Linked DNA regions of Zea mays: regions 1 and 3 are each linked to region 2. The links are chromatin contacts, called in public Hi-C maps. All regions are on one chromosome and are shown on one strand. Each heading gives the region's core, a stretch centred on a gene start, on an enhancer-like site or on the middle of the called end of the contact. The rest is flanking DNA. Distances are from core to core; before and after follow the strand shown.

Region 1 (3,096 bases), core at 477-2,976, 230 kb before region 2:
AAAATTGGTATCCCGAACAGAGCAATTGGAATTGTAGTATTATAATCCATTGAAATTCGGAATTTTAGTATCCGAGTCAGTTTTAGCCCAGTAATCCTTGTTGTTACGGCAGTCTGTTTCTTACGACGGATCCACGGGCGCAAAATCTCTCCAGAGCGCGAGAGTTCTCCACGACCGTCGCTGGCGGCGAGGTGGGCACGGCTGACGCTGCCACGGTCGGCGCTGGGCGACGGCGCGCTGTCGGACATCGTGGGGCAGACGAGGCAGGCCAGGATGGAGCTGCAGTAGGTGATGTGGGAGTATGTCGGCATCGTGCGCTCAACGGGGCGGCTGAAGGGCGTCGAGGTCTGCGAGATGCGCAACCTCTTCTGCTGCGCCAAGCTCGTCGTCAGGAGCGCGCTGGCCAGGCGCGAGAGCCGCGGCCTGCACTTCACCGAGGACTTCCCGTACCTGGAGGAGAGCAGGAGGAAACCTACGGTCATCTTCCCGGCCGCCGTGCAGGAGCTCACGTGGAGCTCCAAGCCGTTGCAGAGGCAGCTGCAAGCAGATGACAATGCATGCAGTTCATCCGGCTGGGCCTTGGGGATTCGTTAATTCATTAATTTTTAAGAACTCTCAGTTAACAGCATACACAAAATCCAGATAGTTAGGCTGTAGTAGCCTGCGTATCTTTGCAATTCTTGCCAGTTCCAGCTGTTGCAACTTGTAAACGGTGTTGTTGGAGCTGCATTATGGTTTATGAACCTTGATCCGTAGTATATGTATGTGGTGATTGGCTGATTGCACACCAACTGATGACCATTGTGATGTCATGCTCGAGCAGTTCGCCATGTTCGGGAAGGAATCGCTCCCCCAGTTCTCAGTCAAATCACTTGCTCGAGCAGTTGCTGATGACGATATCAGAAGGTATGCTAGCACCTGAAACGGCAAAAGAAGAAGTTACCATCGGCACCCACCTGCAGAGACTGAATTGAAAAGCAGAAAGCATCAAGAGAGCAAGCTCGTCCCTGGAGGAGCGGTCGTCGAGGAGGAGCGCTCGTCGGGGAGAGCTGGATCGCCCAGGGAGAGCAGCGCTCGGGGAGAGGAGCGCCCGTAGATCCGTTGTAACAAACGGAATGCCATAAAAACGAGGATTACTGGGCTAAATGTGACGCAGATACTACAATTTCGAAGTTCAATGAATTATAATACTACATTTCCAATTGCTCTGTTCGGGATACCAATCTTCAGAAGCCTAGTATTCGAGATATCACGGTTCCAAAAAGCTCCTCGAGGAGAGCCGCCGCGCGACTGCATGCGGGATGAAGTTTTTCCTACATGGGCCTTATGGAATTTATTTGATAGATGGGCCGCGTACGTTAACTAAATAACGCAACCAAGTAGGCTACCGTGGCACAAATATAATGTACCATATCGCTCAGCCAAAGATAGCGGTAGCAACTTATAAACCATGCTGCTACAGAGGAAGCAGTCAGCTCGTGTAATCAGCTCTTGGTATTATCAGCTTGTGTAGATTTTTTGCGCGCGGATGGGGCGGGGTGAGGAGGATCCAGATTGAACAACAGCGATGGACGATCCAGATTGAACGAAGGCAGAACGGCAGGCTACGCTTACAGCCTTAATAAGTAGTAGAGATTAGAGTAAGATAGTAAGAATATATATGATTTTTTTATTTTTTAAACTTCTTTAGTTTATGTAAACTCTATATGCACCAAAGTTTATGTGCAGCCGACATGTTAAATATGAAAAGAGCACAGCAAAACCTATCTCGGGTTACTTCCCGTGTTCCGTCATCCCTCCCCCAGTCATCCATCACTCCGCAGCAGCTGCCTGCCCGCCTCCGCGTCTGCGACGAGATCCGGCGCCGGCAGCGAGCTCTGGCAGCCCAGGTAAATCGACTACAAGCTGATTGCATGTCGGCGGCTAGTTTCTTCTGTCCCATGGACGGGGATCCAGCCGCTACACTAAGTCAACCTTGGCTGGTTTGCATATATGGAAGAGAGCAAAACGGAACGATCTCATTGCTGAATATATGGCGATTTTTATGTTCCTGCTTTGTTGCAACTGCTTTTAGAATATAGGGCAATTTTAATCTTCCCGCCATGTCTCCGTATGATGTTTTCTGGGGAAAAAAGTATATGGGAGAATCTGATATTTACTATTATAACGAAACACCTTCGTAAAATGGGAACGTATCTGGTGCTCAAAGGGGTACGGTGCTCATGCGCACATTTTAAATCTGGTGCATTCATTTCACATCTAACAGCAGCATCAATTTTGTGAAGAACCCCTTCCACCTTCTTCCCCTGGTGGGAGGGGTTCTTCGTAAAATTGCTGGTGTCGTTGAATACAAGATGGATCCACCAGATTTAAAATGTGCACATGAGCACCGTACCCCTTTGAGCAACAGATACGTTCCCTCGTAAAATTGCTATCGGACCCATGTTTCATAGACACAGATTGACCCATAATTCATAGATTATAACAAGGAGGCAACGTTTCAAGTGACAAAATACCAATTATTTCACAGAAATACCAGCATCCTTCTGATATTGTGTCCATATCCGTACATACATATAATATGCTACGTAGTCGCCTGTCGCCTCGAACCCGAATTGCTATTGTTTAATTATTTCGTGCCTATTATTAGTTGTTTTACAGAACATAAGCTGTGGTGTCCTGATTGCAGATCTTAGTTTAACGAGACTGCACCCTGAGTACATCTAAGACACATGATTTTCACTTCACTTTTTATTAGCCTTTTCGCTTACAATCCTGTGAAGTGTGGTGTAAACAGTGGAATAATGTATCCTTGCAAATAATACTTGTTAATAATTTCTATGTATCTTTGGTTCCTGACAACTATAGTGGTTAATAACTTATTTGCTACTGATTTCAGAGTTTTCAGTTTAGTTTGTTCTCATGTTTCTGTGTAAATTCTCACTAATATACTCACACCTTCACATTACTAACACACTCATACCTTCGCAGCAGGAATAAATATTGGTATTGGTAGTGTGATCTTCATAAGGAGTCAAGATGGTGAAGTTCACAGCTGAAGAGCTCCGTGCCATCATGGACAAAAAGAACAACATT
Region 2 (3,306 bases), core at 672-3,171:
TTATAGAACAGTTTGCTTGATGATTTATTGTAAAATTCCTGGGCAAGAAGTACGGAAGTAGAAAAGGTCCATTGAAAGGCTCCCACAAATCCCAAATCGACCTCTTGGTCAGAAATCTCAACAACTCATAAGCTGATTCCCTTTTTGTCCACTACGCACTGGTAATACTATTGACACAATTCATATAAACACACAGGGACTGCTGATATATCCCAATGGTATCTTTACCAAGGAGGAGAATGAGCACGCCTCATCCATTCCTCCATGACAAGGGGTAGCGTTAATCTGTGGAGCGGTATGAAAAAGGCAGGCATCGCTAATGCTCCCTGCCCTTCACTTGATGCTCCAGGGAAATCAGTAAACCACACACAGTTCCATTTTATCTTATTTTTCTGCAGAACTTTATAAAACAATTTGCTTGATGATTTATTGTAAAATTCCCTGGGCAAGAAGCACCGAACTAGAATAGATTCATTGAAAGGCTCCCATAAATCCCAAATCCGCCTCTTGGTCAGAAATCTCAACACCTCATAAACTGGCTCCCTTTGTTCACTACACATAGGTAATAGTACTACTAACACAATCCAAAGACACAAAGGCTGCTGATGTATCCCAATGGTATCTTTACGACTTTACCAAAAAGGAGAATGGGCACATGGCATCCATCCCCTCCATGAGAAGGAATAGAGTTAATCTGTCGAGCGGTATGAAAAAAGCAGGCATAGCTAGTGCTCCCCACCCTTCACTTGAAGCTCCATGGAAATCAGTAAGCCACCCATAGGTTTTAAAAAAAAAAGTCGGCAGAACTTCACAGAACAATCCTATAGATGATTTTCGTAAAAATCCGCTGGACAAGAACTACCATATTCACTGACCACGTGTACAGCTAACGGGCTCCCATAAACCCCACCTGGCCTTTTATAGACAGTAGACACAGACAGGGGCTGCTGATGTATCCCAATAGTATTTCTACCAAGGAGGAGAATGGGCACACGCCATCCATTCTTCCCTCCATAAAAAGTAGGGTTAATCTGTGGAGCGGTATGAAAAAGGCAGGCATCGCTAATGCTCCCCGCTCCTCACTCAGGCTCCAGGGGAATCGGGTAAACCAAACATCGGTAATTTATTTAGTTTTTTTTTCTGCCTGACTTCATAGAAGTAGAACAATCCGCTAGATGGTTCACTGCAAAAATTACCCGGACAAGGACCACCAAAGCAAGCGAGATTCACTGCACATGCACAGCTCTTAAACAGGTCCTTCCCAATCCCATGAACACTAAAACCACCACAGGATCGAGGATTCGAGGCGGTAATTACACGCGGAAATAACGGAAACCTGAAGTTACGCACGGACCAGCTCCGCCAGCAGTAATTCTCTTTGGTTTGGTTCTGAGTTCTTAGTCTTACTTAGGAATTCACGAAAACAAGGCAGGGAGAAAATAACGCGAGATCCCACCATCCATCCACTGGACTTAAGAGTCCCGAGATCGCCCCGCTAAGAAACCCGCGAAGGCGAGCAGGCAGACCAACACCCACACCACCTAGGGCCGGAGAGCAGAGAGAGAGAGAGAGAGAGAGAGAGAGAGAGATCCTACCACCCTACAGACAAAACCCACCAGCAAGGCAAGAGGCAGGTACCTCGCGGAGATCAGAGGCGGCGGCGGCGAACAAGGGTCCTGGTGCGGTGCTTCCCCTCTTCGCCTTGGCCCTCCTCGCTCGCGCCGCGTCGCTTTCCGTCACTCTCCCTTGCGTCGTGGAGACTAGGGAGAGGAGGCGAGGAGGAGAAGAGCCTCTGGGAGTGGGCGGCCGAGGCGGCGGCCGAGCCCTCGTTTTTAATGGGGCGCGGTCGGGTGGGATGGAATCCGGGTGCGGCCCCCCGCCCCGCCTGCCGGCCGGGTGGGGTTGGTGGTGGTTTCCAGTTTCGGCTGGCTCGCGTTTCCGATCGCATCGGAGAGGAGGAAGGTTCTGGAACTGCCCGGACGGACACCCGGTTCCACCTGGGCCTGGGACAGCGAGGACTAGGCCACGCTCACTTGGGCCTGACGAACCCTCGCCTGCGGACAGTACCCCGTGCCCGTGGTCTGGCATAGCTAGTTCAACCGAACCTAACTATTTTCACCTATATTTTTAAAAAGAAACTGGATTTATGGTAGTTCAACTGGATCTATTACTAACATGTCACCAAAGGCATGCGAAATGTACGGGGAGAGCCGGAACGCGTGATCGTGCGACACCGTAATGTTTTCTTACGGGGTTGTGCATCAATCTAGCTGTTCTTGTTCGGAAGTCCACTAGTGTCGTTCGATTGGAGAGCCGCAGACGGCATTTTCCACACCTTTGTTGTTGTTGTTCTATATGTACACGCATGGACAACGGCAACGAGCACATGCGTTTGAATGTGCGACCGGCGTGCAGGGGGCGCCTCGCCGCCTCCGTTTTCTTTTCCATATTTTTACAAATAATAATAATAATAATAATAAGCGTGTCGTTTTTAAAGGTCAACTAATCTTAAACGTGATCAAATATACACATAAAAGTACTAATATTTAATACGATCCAACAAATGTTAGATTTTTTTACTAAATCTAATCAAAGTTGAAACTGATTGACATCTGAAAAGGAGACGCCCATTATTTTTGAACAAAGGTAGTAAAATAAAATTGCAGTGCAGCGCCCTTTCGGTCAGAGGGAGTGCAATAGACTGGAAACATGTGCTGCTGACCCCCCAGGTTTCCAGCCTCACATCACACAAAACCCCGTTTTCTTGGAATTCCACGCGACCATGGGCGGCCTGCCAAGTTTGCCACGCCGCCCAGCTCCTCGCCTAAGCTAGGCCTAACCACGTGTGGATGGCCATGAGCCCATGACCATGACCCCATTCCAGCGCCCAGCCAGGCTGCACGAAATATGTGTGCGTCTGCGTCCAGTCCTCAAAAGAAAAAGGAATTCAGCTCAGTGCGCTATCGCTGCTACGACTATGACTTGCACTAACAGACCAACTGATGGCAAGGAATGGCTCCACGGGTGTGCTTTTGTCAGGCAGAAAGTTCTCCGCAAATTACATGGAGCAGAAGTTCTGTTAGGACCTGAAGCAAAGAGTGAAGATGACATGTGTGAGACCAAAAGCTGAAACAGTTCCGCACCGCAAGCAGAAAATGATGTCCTAACAGCCTAACACAGCGGTGACGCTCAAGAGCACATACCAAGCAGGAGGGCACAGCTTGCAAGACACCATCTCATGTTGAAAGCAGCCTTCCATACTCGCTCAACAGGACGGGAATGTCATCCATGCGCAACTGCGGTATA
Region 3 (3,104 bases), core at 134-2,633, 170 kb before region 2:
CAAAGAAAATTGTAGCGAGAATGGATGTATGCTAAGAGACATCGAGCTATTTTTTTGACCATTCAGAGTAAAAAATATTGCCTAGAGAATCCATGCAGACAGGAATAGAACATCATAAATATCTTTATGGCGCTTTTTTGGATATAGAGTAGGAAGAAAAGATGTGCCTGGGCAAATCAGTTAGATTTAAGATTCTTTGGAGACAAAAAATGCAGTATACCAATATTCAACGTAACACAAGAATTTTTTTGACATGTCATAAAAAGAATAAAACACTATCCTAAGCAACAGGTGTCAACACAATCTATGGTGTTATCATGCTCATGGCAAAACTAAAGATGAGAAGTTATTCACGTCACCTTTGCCTCAGTGAGGTTGCCGAATTTGCTGAACGCATCCTTGAGGCTTTCATCAGTCGTTGACCAGGACAGGTTCCCAATGAAGCAACGGTACTCGTCGACATCAGCCATCACTAGAACAGATAAACAAATATATACACCTTATAAGTAAGTAGGGTTGCAGGAAGCCAGAGCTAGAGCTACCAAGAGAGATCACTGCAGATTCTGTGGTGGTTACAGGTAACCTAGTCAATAATCACTGATCACTAAAGCTGTGATATTTATTTTAGAAAAGCAGCACCTCCGAGAAACAAAGGCACAAAGAGTATTTATAAGCAAAAGAACTTCCTCTTAAGGAAATACACGTTCTCGGGCATGTTATTAGCGTACCCTAACCGAAGTTGACTCTACAGTTTATAGTCCTTTACTAATTTGCAGAATTCAGTACATAATGTGCTCAGAAGTGCACATAACCACAACACGGCAAGGTTAAACTTCAAATATAATCATGCGTGCGTGTAACTTAATGATTGTTAGACGCAAAATCTATGTTAGATAGTACAAAATAAAAAAAAAATAAAAGGAGATATAGTCAAGCTCCAGAATCCAGATCGGGGCCGATGCTTACGCTGGTCAAACCCAGAAATCACGACCAAATCTGAATAGAGCCACAGCGCAGACGTGAATGAATCTTACAAAACGAAAACAGATCGAGCAAAGAGAGATCTACTACCTACTACGCGTAAAGAAATCCATAAGCGATGAAGAACAGGACGTAGGTACCTGCGACCGAGAGCGAGCGAGGAAGAGGAAGCGCACGTCAAATCGAAGATGCCTCTGCCTCGTTATTTTTAGCAAAGGGAGGACAAGATGGAGAATAGATCGAGGGAAGGAGGCAGTCGCCCGCCCCAGGATTGGATTGGAGTGGAGTCGGCCCGGGCTAGAAGTAGAACCCTAATAAATCCCAGCGGCGGCGCAGACGAGATGTAGATATTTCCCTGGTTCGCGCGACAGGCGGGACCCGCCCGGGGGACAAGCGGGCTGGCCGCAACGCGCACGGCATATTCCGTTGGCGCGGCTTGGACGCGTCAGGCGTCACCCAGCCAGAATGGGCCGCGGGCAGGCTGAGTTGGCCCACGGCCGATAGGAAGGCCGGATTGGTCCAGGGCCGTCGACGCTTCACGGTCGGGTGGGTTTCGGGGCCACCTCAGCCGCCAGCAGCTAGACGGCCCTATCCTCGCTCCCGCGGCCGCCGTCTCCCTATCCTGCCGCGGCGGCGAGCACGTGCGGAGCTGCGGGCGCCACCAGACAAACCCGCTCATTCGTTCAGCCCCCCTGCCCGGAGCAATGGAGGCGCTGCGGGCGTGGAGGGCCTCCTCCAATCTCATCGGCTTCGCGGCCTCCCGCGCCGCCGCCTCCGCTTCAAGGCCCCTTGGCCTCCGTATCCGCTGCTGCTCCGCGGCCGCCGCCACCACGAACCCGCCGGCGCAGCCTCAGGACCGCCGACGCCGTAGTGCCTCCTCATCCGCCTCCACCTCCGACCGCGACTCCATCCGCGCCATCCGCCTCAAAAAAGTATCCTTGTCGCGTTTTTAGCTCTACATTGTTTGGTGCGTCTATTTTCGGTCCGTGCTGTACTGACAAGCTTCGGATCGCTGGTTTTCTGAATGCAAGGTTGATGAGCTCAGAGGGAAGGGTTATGAGCCGTACGCGTACAGGTGGGACAGGACTCACACGACCAAGGCGCTTCAGGAACAGTACACTCATCTTATGAACGGTGAAGTCTGCGAGGACGTGTCGGTGTCCGTTGCTGGCCGGATTGTTGCCCGAAGAGCATTTGGAAAGCTTGTTTTTATGACTGTAAGAGATGATGCGGGGACTGTGCAGGTCTGATCTTTCAACTGACTTGTCTTATCTTGCTCTCTCCTTAGAATCTGATTTGATGTGGATATGCTACTTGATAATGTTGTCCTTGTAAGCCATCTGCACATAGCAGCTGAGCTATCTGCTGTTTTCAGTTGTATTTATTGTTATTAGTAGCTACAGAAGTATGGTAGTTTGTTTGGTACTGATTATGTGTTTCTGAGTTTTTCTTTCTTTTGGCTGTGTTAGCTTTATTGTGAGAAAGACAGCCTTACGGAGGACCAATTTGAGCAACTAAAGGCGTTTATTGATATTGGTGATATATTAGGTGCAAGTGGATCCATTAAAAAGACAGAGAAAGGTTCATTATAACTCATATTCTGTTCGTCTGTAGTTTCATTGGTCTGTGCTCAGTTAAAATTTGAAGCATGAGAATGAGATATCAATTTCCAGAAGAATATTTCTACAGTAATTTCCTTAGAATCAGTATATAGCATCATTCTTAAGTTGGCCGAGCAAGCATTGAACCTTAACTTTGCTGTTGAGATTCTCATTCTTTTACCATTTTTTGTTTAGATTCTAAGGAATTTGTTTTGTTTGGATCTAAGTGAGTTCTTAGTACTACATATCTGATGATAGCGAAAGGGCCTCTAGTGTAATGGTTAAGGTTTCCGAGTAGCACCTACAAGTCCCGGATTCGATTCTCCTCGGAGGCGAATTTCGGGCTTGGTTAAAAAAATCCCCTCATTGTGCCCTGCCCGCTCCCGGGTTACGTCCTACGCGCCACCCTCTAGCTGGGCCATTACAGAGTGGGCGGTGACGGCCCGCTAGTGATGTTTCTCGGTTGGGATCATGTTTCGGTCTTTTCTTAATATAATACCGGGAGGGCGGTCTTTCCCTCCC

The links. A called contact is a pair of places that touch in the nucleus more often than the background predicts.
Region 1: a contact with region 2 is called in a Hi-C map of ear, with 4 times the contacts expected there. The contact joins the promoter of LOC103644298 here to the promoter of LOC542276 in region 2. A contact is called at or near these places in 4 of 25 Hi-C or Micro-C datasets (bundle sheath, ear, endosperm and 1 more).
Region 3: a Hi-C map of leaf shows a contact between it and region 2, with 5 times the contacts expected there. The contact joins the promoter of LOC103645723 here to the promoter of LOC542276 in region 2. A contact is called at or near these places in 2 of 25 Hi-C or Micro-C datasets (both in leaf) and 1 of 3 datasets of contacts at active chromatin or transcription factors (seedling).

Annotation. Positions count from the first base shown.
Region 1 is chr1:303,191,347-303,194,442 of Zm-B73-REFERENCE-NAM-5.0, reverse strand. LOC103644298 (elongation factor 2) reads left to right here and starts at 1,726. Exons shown (of 3, transcript XM_008667506.3): 1 at 1,726-1,889; 2 at 2,992-3,096. The coding sequence starts at 3,040. LOC103644300 (L-aspartate oxidase, chloroplastic) reads left to right here. Exons shown (of 1, transcript XM_008667507.2): 1 at 1-815. The coding sequence starts at 292. The coding sequence ends at 594.
Region 2 is chr1:302,964,474-302,967,779 of Zm-B73-REFERENCE-NAM-5.0, reverse strand. LOC542276 (ferredoxin 3) reads right to left here and starts at 1,921. Exons shown (of 2, transcript NM_001349483.1): 1 at 1,639-1,921. LOC100384139 (Galactose oxidase/kelch repeat superfamily protein) reads right to left here. Exons shown (of 17, transcript NM_001176719.1): 16 at 3,204-3,296; 17 at 2,608-3,086. The coding sequence ends at 3,237.
Region 3 is chr1:303,130,579-303,133,682 of Zm-B73-REFERENCE-NAM-5.0, reverse strand. LOC103645723 (lysine--tRNA ligase, chloroplastic/mitochondrial) reads left to right here and starts at 1,383. Exons shown (of 14, transcript XM_020547036.2): 1 at 1,383-1,913; 2 at 2,013-2,225; 3 at 2,451-2,562. The coding sequence starts at 1,686. It overlaps LOC100283145 (glycine-rich RNA-binding protein 8), which reads right to left and starts at 474. Exons shown (of 2, transcript NM_001156047.2): 1 at 360-474. The coding sequence starts at 470.